2 separate regions of the Mus musculus genome follow, and region 2 is linked to region 1. A link is a contact called in public HiChIP or PLAC-seq data. All regions are on one chromosome and are shown on one strand. Each heading gives the region's core, a stretch centred on a gene start, on an enhancer-like site or on the middle of the called end of the contact. The rest is flanking DNA. Distances are from core to core; before and after follow the strand shown. Region 1 overlaps Parvb (parvin, beta). Region 2 has its middle 14 kb from the start of Gm34201.

Region 1 (5,879 bases), core at 2,764-5,263:
TAGTTTGGTCTTCTGTGTACTTGACAACCAGGAGATGCTTGCTGTCTGGCTCTTCGTGCCTGTGTCATGTCACCTTCTATTGGGGCTCATAGAGCTGTCCCTGAGATAGGACAGACCTCTGCCCTTCCCCAGCTTGCAACCCAGACCCCAGGAGACACTCAGAGTTGGGATTTTCCTGTTCACTAGAGTTTGGTGAGTCTCAAGCCACCCCATGGTGCGATTGGCCCTCTCCATACTCAGTGCCACTGTGGGCTTATGGGGCCAGTGGGTGGAATTGCCACTGTGGTTCTGAAGTTGCACATGATGTGGCCAGTGGCCCTCACTATCTTATCAAACAACCCTGGCCTCTGTGGCTTCCTCAGGGGCTCCGCGATTGCAAGTCATGGTGATGCCCTGGGATCCTTATATGGTACATGTGCATCCCCCGTGCCTGGGCAGTGCCAGTAGCTGCTTGCTGTGGGTCCAGAGAGTACTGACATCCCCTTGGCTGCACGATCCTGACAGTGAGTTGTCCTCCTCCTCAGCAGAGGCCTCAGCCTCAGCCAGCCCTGCTGTGGCCCTGGTCTGTGGGAGTTGCTTTGCAAGAATGGACCCTGGGCTGACCTTTTCCTGGGAAGGTGGTGGGATGCTAGGGTCGGGGTGACGGGGAAGGAGGACCCGTGGTCTCTTGTGGCACCCAAGGGAGATGAGGACCTGACTTGTTGGCTGAAGCTTTTGTCACTCGGGTGGGCCATGTGGGTCTTTAGGGCGAGAAGAATGGGAGTTGGGACATTGTCAGGGACAAGTCATTGTTAGGATGACTCTGTGTGTGTGCATGCTACCACAAGCATGTGGCAGTCAGAGGGGACTCTGTTCTCTCTACCACAGAGGTCCAATAGACAGAACTCAGGCTTGGCGAGTACGACATTCCTCTGCAGAGCCATCTTTCCAGTCCCATCTTGTCATTGGAGTAACCAGTGGGAGGCATTTAGGAAGGGGTGCAGACCTGAGGAGAAGCCTGGCCTCTGGTCCCATTGTAAAGTAGCCCAGCATTTGTGTTTTTTTTTTTTTCTTTTAATTTTGGATGTGTGAGAGTTGGCCCAGTTGATGTGCAGAGCACTCTGAGACCTTGTAACAGTTTTTCTTTCACAGTAGAGGAAACTGGAACCCAGAAAGGTTAAACAACCTGACTCAGGCCCCTCACCAAGTGGGAATGGGGGAGTAGGTGCTGGTTAAGCTAACTGGCTCTCAGGAGGGGCACCAAACTTCCCTTCCACCCTGAACCCAGGCTGTTAGCCTGTTGTGTGACTATGCCTGCTTGGCCTATGAAATGCTTGGTGTTCTTGTTGCTGCTTCGGAGTCCCTGACAAAAGCCACTCAAGGAAGGGTTATTTTGAGGGTTCAGTCCATGATGGCAGGAAAGCACCCATAGGCAGGAAGCAAAGAGAAGTACTCAGCTCTTACTTGTTAGGATGTGTGTGTGTGAGTGTATGGGTGTATGTGTGCGTGCGCGTGCAAAGGGACTTCAGAACTGACTTGGCTGAAATGAGGGTCAGCACTTCCCTGCCTTCCCTGGGCACATCCCTGCTCCCTGTCAAGTGGCCACACTCTTCCAGCCTGCTGCAGTCAATAACGCAGAGGAAGTGGGTGGCAGGCTTGGATAGAGAGGTCTGCTTCCTGCTCCATGGAGCTGTCCCTGAAGTCTCTGGCCTCTCCCACAGCATCTCTCTGGACTGGGGACTTACTTCCAGCTGGATGCTGAATGGGACCAGATGAAGAAAGAGGAGAATGAAGATGGGCTAGCTTTCTCATGGGGACGACGGAGGAGCAGTACTTCCTGTCCCTGGTTTATAACACCCCTGCAGGCCACAGGCCCTTACATCGAAGGATATGTTTGCCAGGTTGTTCATAAGTACCCCACATGGCAGAAACAAAAGGATGGAATCTCATCTTCCTGGCAGGCCAGCCACCTTCAAAACACGGCTCCGGGGCCACCTCCTCCAGGGTCTCACAGAAGCTAGTGGCTTGTGTGTGGATTTGAAAATGTCCACAGTTCTCAAGAACTTGTTACCCGGGGAATGGAGCAGAGGAGAGAATATGCTTGCCCTGTTGGTCAGGGGCCAAGGAGGTGGCCTTGGGGACAAAGCAGAGAAGACAAAGCTTCAGGAGGAGGGCGGCTTATGGGGCTCAGCTGTGGCTGCAAAGGGCAAGCAATTAGCACACCTCCGACTGCTCCTGTGAAAACTATTAAATGGCCAGGCAGTGTGGAAAGCTGGAGGTAGCCTGGTCCCCAACTGCCTTCAGGCCAAGGCTGCTGGGTAAACCTTCGGAGAGGCTAGCTCAGGGGAGGTGGCTTCAGGTGCTGCGGGTGGCCGTCCTGTGGTGTCTGCCCATAAAAGCCAATGCCTGTTGGGAAATCTGTTTTCTAGAAGACCCCCCACCCTGACCTCTGTGTCAAGGACCAGTGGCTGCCTTGCTGTGTGGATCAGGGAGGGGCGGTGCTCTCTACAGTGAGGTCAAACAGCTCTTCCTTTCTGTCTAAAGTTCTGCTGCTGAGTGACCCAGGCTTGTCTCTTTCAACAGCTCTTGAAAGGCCAGTGGGAGAGTCTATCTGGATGTGCAAGGCTTCTGGTAGCCACCCTCCTTGTTTGTTTTTTTCCTTTCTGTCTTTTTGAGACAGGGTCTCTCTATGTAGCCCTGGCTGTCTTGGAATTCGCTGTGTAGACCAGGCTGGCCTTGAACTTACAGAGATCTGCCTGCCTTCGGAGTGCTGGGATCAAAGCAACGTGCCCCCCATGCCCTTGTTTGTTTCTGTAGGACTGTGGCAATGAGGCACCAGAACCTCATTAGTTAGAACGGGAGTCTGTGTGTTGCCTTACAGCCCTGAACGTCATCAGTCAGGATCAGGGCTGGGCTTTCCAGCCTTCTGGAGGCTTCGATGAGTTTTCATCTCTGACCTCTTCCAGTTCTGAAAGGACCCGTGCTGTCCCCGCCATCCCCCCAGCCATCAGCACACTGCATCTCCCAGTCTGTCTCTGTTCCAGGCTTCTCTTCCTGCCTGGAGACCCCATGGGGTTGCTTGTACTACCCAAGCTAACTTCAGTATACATTCATTTTTTTCATCACAGAAGGGGAAGCACCATGCAACCATAAAAGATGTAGGAGAAAGAGGTCCAGGGAGTTACAGCGAGAATCCCCAGGCAGGAATGATGGCAGATGCCTGTAATCCCACTCAGCAATTGGACCAATGAGGCAGGAGAAGGCCTGTGAGTCTGAGGCTAGCCTGGGCTACGTATCAAGATTGTTCTCCAAAGACCAAAATAGGGAAAATAACTGCAAATAAATGATTGATTAAAGCTGCAGATTGCTGGCCCAGTTGCTCCTGAACTCACTGAGGATTAGCCAGCTGTTCTCTGAGCAGTTTGCTCTCTGCCTGATGCCCTGAGGAGCCAGGAGACAAGCAGGTGACACGCCTGCCCTTTACAGAAGTGATGGCAGCTAAACCTTTGGCGCAGATGTGCCAAACTGTGACAATGCCTCGAAGAAAGGAGCTGTCAAGGGAGGCCAATGTGTTGGGGAAGTGCGTGGGATCCGTGGGTTCCAAGAGTGTCAGGGGCAGGGAGCGTGTCTACATAGGCTCTTAGCCCTGGCTCCTCATCTGCCAAGCTTGCAGAGTCCAGTGCTAGTGTTCTGAGCACCCCTCCCCCCGTCCCCGCCCCCCAACCCAGGTCTTTGCTTTTTATCTCAGCCAAAGAAGATTAAACTGGACCTGCCTCCCGAACGAAGTCTCGTCAGACAGCCATAGTACAGATGACCACTAGAGGGCGCCATGTACATAGCGTTCCTGCTCTCAGCCCAGTTTGGGGGCGGGGGGAGTGGTTCTCCCCGTGGCAGGTGTACAGTAGAGCTCTTTTGTTGTTGTTGTTAATGGCTTAATGATTTAATCTTCTTATTTTCTCAGCAGAACCGCTTTGGACTTCTGGGTATGTGGGAACATTACCGATCAGATTAATTACCGCTGGTTCCACAGCTGGGAAGCGGGCCTCGCCGGCTCCGCTGAGGAGTGACTCTCCTGCTGCCATTTCTGCTCTCATTCCTGTTCTACACAGTGCATTTCTCTATCTGTATTGAGCTTGACCAGGCTTGTTCTGCCGCTTCGAGCGACCAGCAGATTTCATTCCCAGTCTGCCTTGGTGAGCAAGCAACCTGTATAGCTTTCTCAGAGGGATGGCACGATGTGTGTTCACCACCGGCAGGGAAATCTGCATTTTGCTCTTTTGCTGTTTATTTGTTTGTTTGTATTTGGGGTGTTGCACGCTCTTCTCTCTCCGAATTCTTCTGCACCTCCCCCCAACCATGATTAAAATCACTTGTCGAAAGGCAGTGGAATTGATTGAAAGGAAGTGGGATCAAAAGCAACCCTTCCTAAGTTGGGGACTCCAAGGCTTGCGGCAAAAGGCCTGCTGTGTGGCCTGGGGTTAAGAGTCATTGATCATCAGCACCTGAGCTGAGGGTCTGAGCCAAGAGAACAGATGATGATCAGGGGAGCCCTTCTGTGCGGGGCTGGGGTGTAGGGTGCAGCTTCAAAAGCAGGGAATCAAGTCATAGGGCTGAAGTCCTCTAGACTAGCCAGTATGCTGTGTGACTCTGCAGTGGTGACACTGGCTGGACATGGTGTCACATACTGTAGTCCCAGCACTTTGGGAGGCCCGAGGCAGGAGGATTGAGAGTTCCAGGACAGCCTGAGCCACCGGGCTGGCTAGTTTTATGACAACTTGACACAAGCTATAGTCATCTGGGAGGAGGGAACCTCAATTGGAAAAAGGTCTCCATAAGGTTGGGCTGTGGGCAAGCCTATTAGAGCATTTTCTTAATTAGTGATTGATGGGGGAGGGCAGTGATTAGTGATTGTGGGCAGGGCCATCCCCAGGCTGGTGGTCCTGGGTTCTATAAGAAAGCAGGTTGAGCAAGGCAGGGGAAGCAAGCCAGTAAGCAGCACCTCTCCATGGCCTCTGCATCAGCTCCTGCCTCCAGGTTCCTGTCCTGCCTGAGTTCCTGTCCTGACTTCCTTCAGTGAGGGACTATGATCTGGAGGCATAAACCAAACCAGCCCTTTCGCCATAGCAATAGTAACCTTAACTAAGACAGTGTCCAAAAGGAAGGACTAGGGACGTAATTCAATGGCAGAGCATTTGCCTAGTGTGTGTGAGTCCCTGGGTTTGACCCTAGCGGCAACCTGGGGTACCTGAAGTTGAGGTTCCAGCAGTCTCTGACCTTCCCCAGTGGCCTGTGCTGTTTGCTGGCCCTCACTGCTCCATAGCTGTGGTCCACACTTCCTTTCCCCCTGGACTGGGCCTGCATTTTCAGCTTTACCACAGCCCTTTGAGCTTAGATGGCCCTGAGCCTCCCATAGGCACTGTGCTGGTTTGAGTCTGACACCTGCTCTTTGCAGGGACTTTGGAGGGCCTGTGCCTCTGCAGCGTCGTCTGCAGCCAGGGATGAGCCATGCTTCATCCTGCTTATTCCCGTAGCCTTGGTGTGCATGTGCGGAGATCTTACAACCCACACCTCAGGAGCCTGGGCAGAGATTCCAGGAGCTTCCGAATTGGTTGAGCCTCGTCTTTAGGGTGGGTGTTTGACATCTGGGTCCTTTGAGAATTGGTGACGTTGGTACCTGCTCTCCGAATCCCCTGAGCATTGTTTGGTGAGGTCCTCTGCCCTTGGCACTGGCTTCCAAGCTGAGCCTTCCAGAACATGGATTTGACTCAGTTCTCTTCAGGTGAGCTCAGGTGAAGTGAGTAAGTGCCCAAATGTGGCCCAGCTATGTGATGGGGTGAGGAGTAGGGGCAGAGAGACTTAAATCTTATCCTTAGCCACTCTCCATGTAGCGGAAAGTTGTT
Region 2 (5,198 bases), core at 79-2,578, 380 kb after region 1:
TCTTAAGCAGCTACTGTCTGGTATCTTGTCACAACCAGGGAGAGAAACATAAGACAAAAGCCAATGCTTCACCCACATCCCTAACTTCACACACACACACATACCCTAACACACAGACACACACACATACCCTAACACACACACACACACCTTAACACACACAGCCACACACACACACACCCTAACACATACAGCCACACACACACACCCTAACACACACACAGACACACACACACCCTAACACACACAGACACACACCCTAACACACATAGCCACACACACACCCTAATACACACAGACACACACACCCTGACACACACACAGACACACACACACACCCTAACACACACAGACACACACACACACACCCTAACACACACATAGACACACACACATACACACACAGCCACACACACATACACACATGCCCACACCCCCCCCCATGCATTCTATTCAGCATTGGCATTTCTAACTTCAAGATGAACTTTGAGTGTGAGTATGCCTTCCTGCAGTTATGAGCTGTGCTCCAGTAGACAGTGTAAACCTCTTCCCACATCCCAGAAGTTCCCTGAGCCCCACTCGGTCCTCTGACTTCCTGAACTCTGCAGCCAGATGGGCCTCCAGAAAATGCAGACATTTAAGCTGCTGCCAGAGACCCAGGGTGAACCTCTACCAGGCCCTGCCTGGCTGATTCTTCCTCTATGGCGTTCGTCCCTGACCTAAACGGCTAAGTTCCTCTGAGCTGTCTGAGGCTCGCTTTCAGGGTAAACCCTGTGTGGTTAGAATTCCCAGGGACCCGGGTCCAAAGTGCAGTCCCAGCTTCTGGACCCTCTTTAAATGAGCACACAAAAGAGGGTCACAAGACAGGACATGTGCACATCCGGGATGGTTGGTGATGGCCACTCTGTGGTCATCTTCCAAAGCCCGTGCTCCCTGGCTGGCTGTGCCTGGGCTATTTGGGAGAACACGCTGTTCCAGGCCAGAACAGTCTGGCTCTTCCAAGAACTGAAGATGAAAGGCCCTGGGCTTCTGTAGTTCGTTAACAATTCCTTTCTTCCCTTTGCCCAGCAGAAGTTTCCATTCAACCATGGAAACATTTTTCAAATTAACTGTCCCCTCCCAGAACTGCTTGGCTTGGAGGCTGAGGAGAGATAGGGGCCTGGGCTTCCTCACAGTCTAAGTGACTGGAGATATCTGTTCCCACTTTGGAGGCTTGGGGCCCTGGGGGCAGGCCCTTCTGCTTCCAGATGGGCTGAGAGGCCACTCAGGAGAGCAAGGGTCAGAGTGCAGCTGGCCAGTGGACACTGCTCAGTCTTTGAGCTTCTGCCAGCTGTGGCTGAGGAACGAAGGATGGGACTCCAGAGAGGGGACACCAGGGAGGGGACACCAGGAGGGAGACATCAGGGAGGAGACACCAAGGAGGGGACACCAGGGAGGGGACACCAGGGAGGAGACACCAGGGAGGGGACTCCAGAGAGGGGACACCAGGGAGAGACACACCAGGGAGGGGACACCAGGGAGCCTCTGTCATTCATTTGTGTTCCTCAATAGTCATTCTTCAGCTAGATATGGACATGCCCCCATGGGTGAGGACTAGGCTGGGCTTGGAGACAGACAGGCACTCTCTCTCTCTCTCTCTCTCTCTCTCTCTCTCTCTCTCTCTCTCTCTCTCACACACACACACACACACACACACTTTTGTCAACTTGCTGTGAGGACCCTGAGGGGAGTCAGCACTGGCACACTGCATTCACTGCACTGAGGAGAACCTATTTTCTGGTTCTAATTGTGAGCCACAAACTGGGCTTGATGTTGACGTTCTAAAATCTCGGCATCAAGGGCTAGATAGAGAGAAGGCTCAGCGGTTCAGAACACTGACTGTCCTTCCACAGGACCAGGGTTCAAATCCCAGGACCCACATGTCAGCTCACAACCATCCATAACTCCAGTTCTGGAAGATCTGATACCCCCAGACGGACAGGCATGCAGGCAAAACACCAATGCACATAAAATTAAAATCGTTTTTTTTTTAACAATCTTTGCATTGAGTGGGTGGCTTATGCCTTTTACCTCAGCACTATCTCTGGCCCAGAACACCACTCCTGAACACCGGCAACAGTGAACTGGAAGGACTCTATAATAGCGTCCAGGGGAATTGAGCATGGTGGCATATATCCAGTAACCCCACTGCTGTGGAGGCTGAAACAGAAGACTGCAAGCTCAAGCCAGCCTGGGCTGTGAGTCAAAACCTAGAGAACTGTACCAATGTGCACAACCAGACCCTTGTCAGAGCCCCTTGCAGACAGAGAAGGGACTCTAGCCAGCCGGAGCACGCCACACATAGTTCTGTCAGGCCTTGCCCTTCTCTCCCATGCCCTCTGCCTCGCATTCCTAAAGCTGGCCACCAAAGTCTATTCGCTTATTTGTCTACTTGTCCTGAGGCTGACTGACTACCAAGGTCCAGCTATCAAAGTATTGACATCCAGCAATCGAAAGCTTTGGCTCACCTAGTTAACCTGCCTAATCAAAATTAAACACTGCATCCTAACGCAGGGTTTCCCCCTTTTATCTTCATAAACTGCCATTTGCCTAAGGGCCACGTCTGCCTTCTCACTATCCAGAGGCAGACCTGTGCCTCTCGACTCTGGGACAAATGCCCTTGCCCTCTCTCCCTTGTCCACTCCCCCTTCTCCCTTGTCCCCTCCCCCTTCTCCCTTGTCCCCTCCCCCTTCTCCCTCATGTCCTGTCTTTGACTCTTATTCCCTGCACTTTGTCTCTCTGGGGCAACTACATCTCCTTTGTGCTGAGAACTTGATCTTGGGGGGTCTTGAGCCGATATCCATCTCTTACAGTCAGCACCCAGAGCCCACAGCCACTCCAGACATCCAAGCCAGCCTGAGTCAGGCAGATGCCCTGGGATCCATCTGGACAACCGATGGCAGCCATAAAGGACTGATTGCCTGATGCCCCCTGGCACTATGAGGCCAATCATTTCTCTCTCATGATCTCAGGCCCTCTCAACACCCTGCTACTTAATGAACCAAGAAACTGAACATCAGAGAGACAAGGTGCTGGCGTGAAACTGCACAGCACACTGAAGCAGAGCCTGGGCTAGCAGACTCGAGGTCTGGGATGCACCTCCCCAGAGGCACCATTCAGCCAAGAAACTCTACCACATCGACACATTTGGGCACACATTCTATCTCATCTGACCCCAGAAACTAAGGAGGCTCAGTCCCGGTTGGCACTTAGATGGGAGAAATATTTATAAAAAGTGTCTGCCATATGCCAAAGCCTGGATCTCTGGAGACCCCAGTAGGCAAGGCTCAGCTCACAAGAGCCTGGCTTCCAAGAAAGCCTTCCACACTGGCCAGGACTGCTTAAATCTTGAGGCTTTTATTCAAAAGGGTTTGGTTAAAGTGTTCACTCCACTCCTCTGCTCCTTCCAAACTTACATGAGTCACTTGTTGGTTCAGACCCAGGGGTGGGGCTGAAGGCTCACACAGACTGGGCATGGTCACCAAGACCTCAGCACCAGGCTCTCCAGTACAGTAGGAGCACTATCTGAGAAGAAGATGCTGGGAGAGCCATGACTTACTTAGCCTGTGCAACTATATACTAACCAGAAGGGATAGCCTGTGTTTCGGATGGCCTTGTCTCTCTGACTCTCTTCCCGAAGCTGTAGAACAGGGGGCAGGAGTTCCTCTTACACAGCTAGGCACCTTGTGAGGCACCAGGTTTGTGGGTCCCAGGAATTGAACTCAGGTCATCAAGCTTAGCAACAATCACCTTCACTGCCTGAGTCATGTTGCCGGCCCCTCATCCTGGATCTCTACCCACAGTCTCACACTCTCAGCTTCGCATGATGCCATTCCCTCGGGCACAGGTTCCGCCACGGAGCATCTGAGAAGCATCTCAGAGCTGAGGGGGGAGCCTACCAAGTGCCATGGATCCTGGCGGGAGACACCAGACGAGTGCAAATAAATCAAGGACCGCGGTGGCAAGGTAGCAGCAGGAGCCAGAGGGTCTGTATTGTCACTGCACGTTTACAGCAGCAACATAGAGTGGCATGGGCCCCCATGCTGGACAGCAAGCAGGCACCTGGAACTCAGGGATCCTGGGCAGCAGAACTCTGCCATCCACTTGGGGGGGCGGGGGGGGAGTGTAGAAGCATCTCCATTTTCCCAGGCTGTTTCTTCAGGGTGTGTTGAGAAGTTTCTTTCAACAGTTCATGTCCACCTGGAACCTGTGAACAGAGACTTGGCAGAAAAATTATGCAGACATGGGAAAGCCCAGCTGAGCTCTCACTGGGCAAGGGTGGGCCCTTCATTCAGTGGAACTGCTGTGCTTGTAAGAGGGGAAATTATATTACACACACACACACACACACACACACACACACACACACACACACACACACAGAAGGACTGCTGTGCTTGTAAGAGGGAAAATTATATTACATACACAGACACACACATACACACAGGGAGGGACTGCTATGCTTGTAGGAGGGTAAATTAGATAACACACACACACACACACACACACACACACACACACAGGAAGGGAAGATAGCATGACAGGACAGAGGCAGAGACTGGAGCAGTAGCCAGAAGAGGTGGGAAGGAGCCTCTCTATCCAGATCCCTCTCTCAGACAGAAGGGCCCCAGCTCATGCTTTGATTTCTGACTCCCGTTTTGAGAACTGTGAAAACCACACTCCCTTATCTTAAGACCCTCCCCCTGCTCAGCCCACAGGCCTGTGCTCCTACAGCTGAGAAAACAAACTCATCAATAGCAAATCCTCACAAGGCCAGTCCAGAGCAAAGAGTAGCTAGAGTCTCTCATGACCAATACACACAGGCATGGGAAAGCCACAGAAATTGTCTCCAACACCCCCATGACTGCTTTTCTCAGCAAGCATATATACCAAGACTCTCTTTTCTGCACCTTGTCCTGTCTTTTGGAGTGTCCAACACCTGTAGCCACTACTCCTCAGAGAAAATCTTAAAGCAGCTCAAAAGAAAATGTAGAAGTTGCTTCTGTATCATTGTTCCAAGATGGATTTTCACCGAGGGTGTTTGCAAAGGGGTAGCAAAGGGATTTCAAAAGCTAAAAAGCTAGAATCTCTAACCCGCACTCTTCCAGAGTATATCAAGGTCAGAAGCAAGTCAGAGGTGCCACTCAGCCCTTCTCCGA

What was found. HiChIP or PLAC-seq counts read pairs in DNA pulled down with a chosen protein or histone mark.
Region 2: an H3K4me3 HiChIP or PLAC-seq map of forebrain shows a contact between it and region 1, with 7 times the contacts expected there. The contact joins two enhancer-like sites. A contact is called at or near these places in 4 of 15 datasets of contacts at CTCF or cohesin (CD8 T cells, the NIH/3T3 cell line and embryonic stem cells), 30 of 484 Hi-C or Micro-C datasets (CD4 T cells, the HL-1 cell line, the MC3T3-E1 cell line and 18 more), 12 of 115 datasets of contacts at active chromatin or transcription factors (T-cell acute lymphoblastic leukemia, embryonic basal ganglia, embryonic forebrain and 9 more) and 4 of 9 other capture datasets (adipose tissue, embryonic stem cells, liver and 1 more).

The regions. Positions count from the first base shown.
Region 1 is chr15:84,256,703-84,262,581 of GRCm38.p6, forward strand. The region is part of intron 1 of Parvb (parvin, beta); the gene reads left to right. Among named protein-coding and RNA genes, the nearest start is that of Gm33723, 20 kb to the left of the region's middle. Within about 2 kb of position 4,014, at least 25 of the 459 cell types and tissues checked have an H3K27ac peak or open chromatin away from gene starts, as enhancers often do. A contact at or near this core is called in cerebral cortex and forebrain, where this site is marked.
Region 2 is chr15:84,638,678-84,643,875 of GRCm38.p6, forward strand. No RefSeq gene overlaps it. Among named protein-coding and RNA genes, the nearest start is that of Gm34201, 14 kb to the left of the region's middle. Within about 2 kb of position 1,329, at least 83 of the 459 cell types and tissues checked have an H3K27ac peak or open chromatin away from gene starts, as enhancers often do. A contact at or near this core is called in cerebral cortex and forebrain, where this site is marked.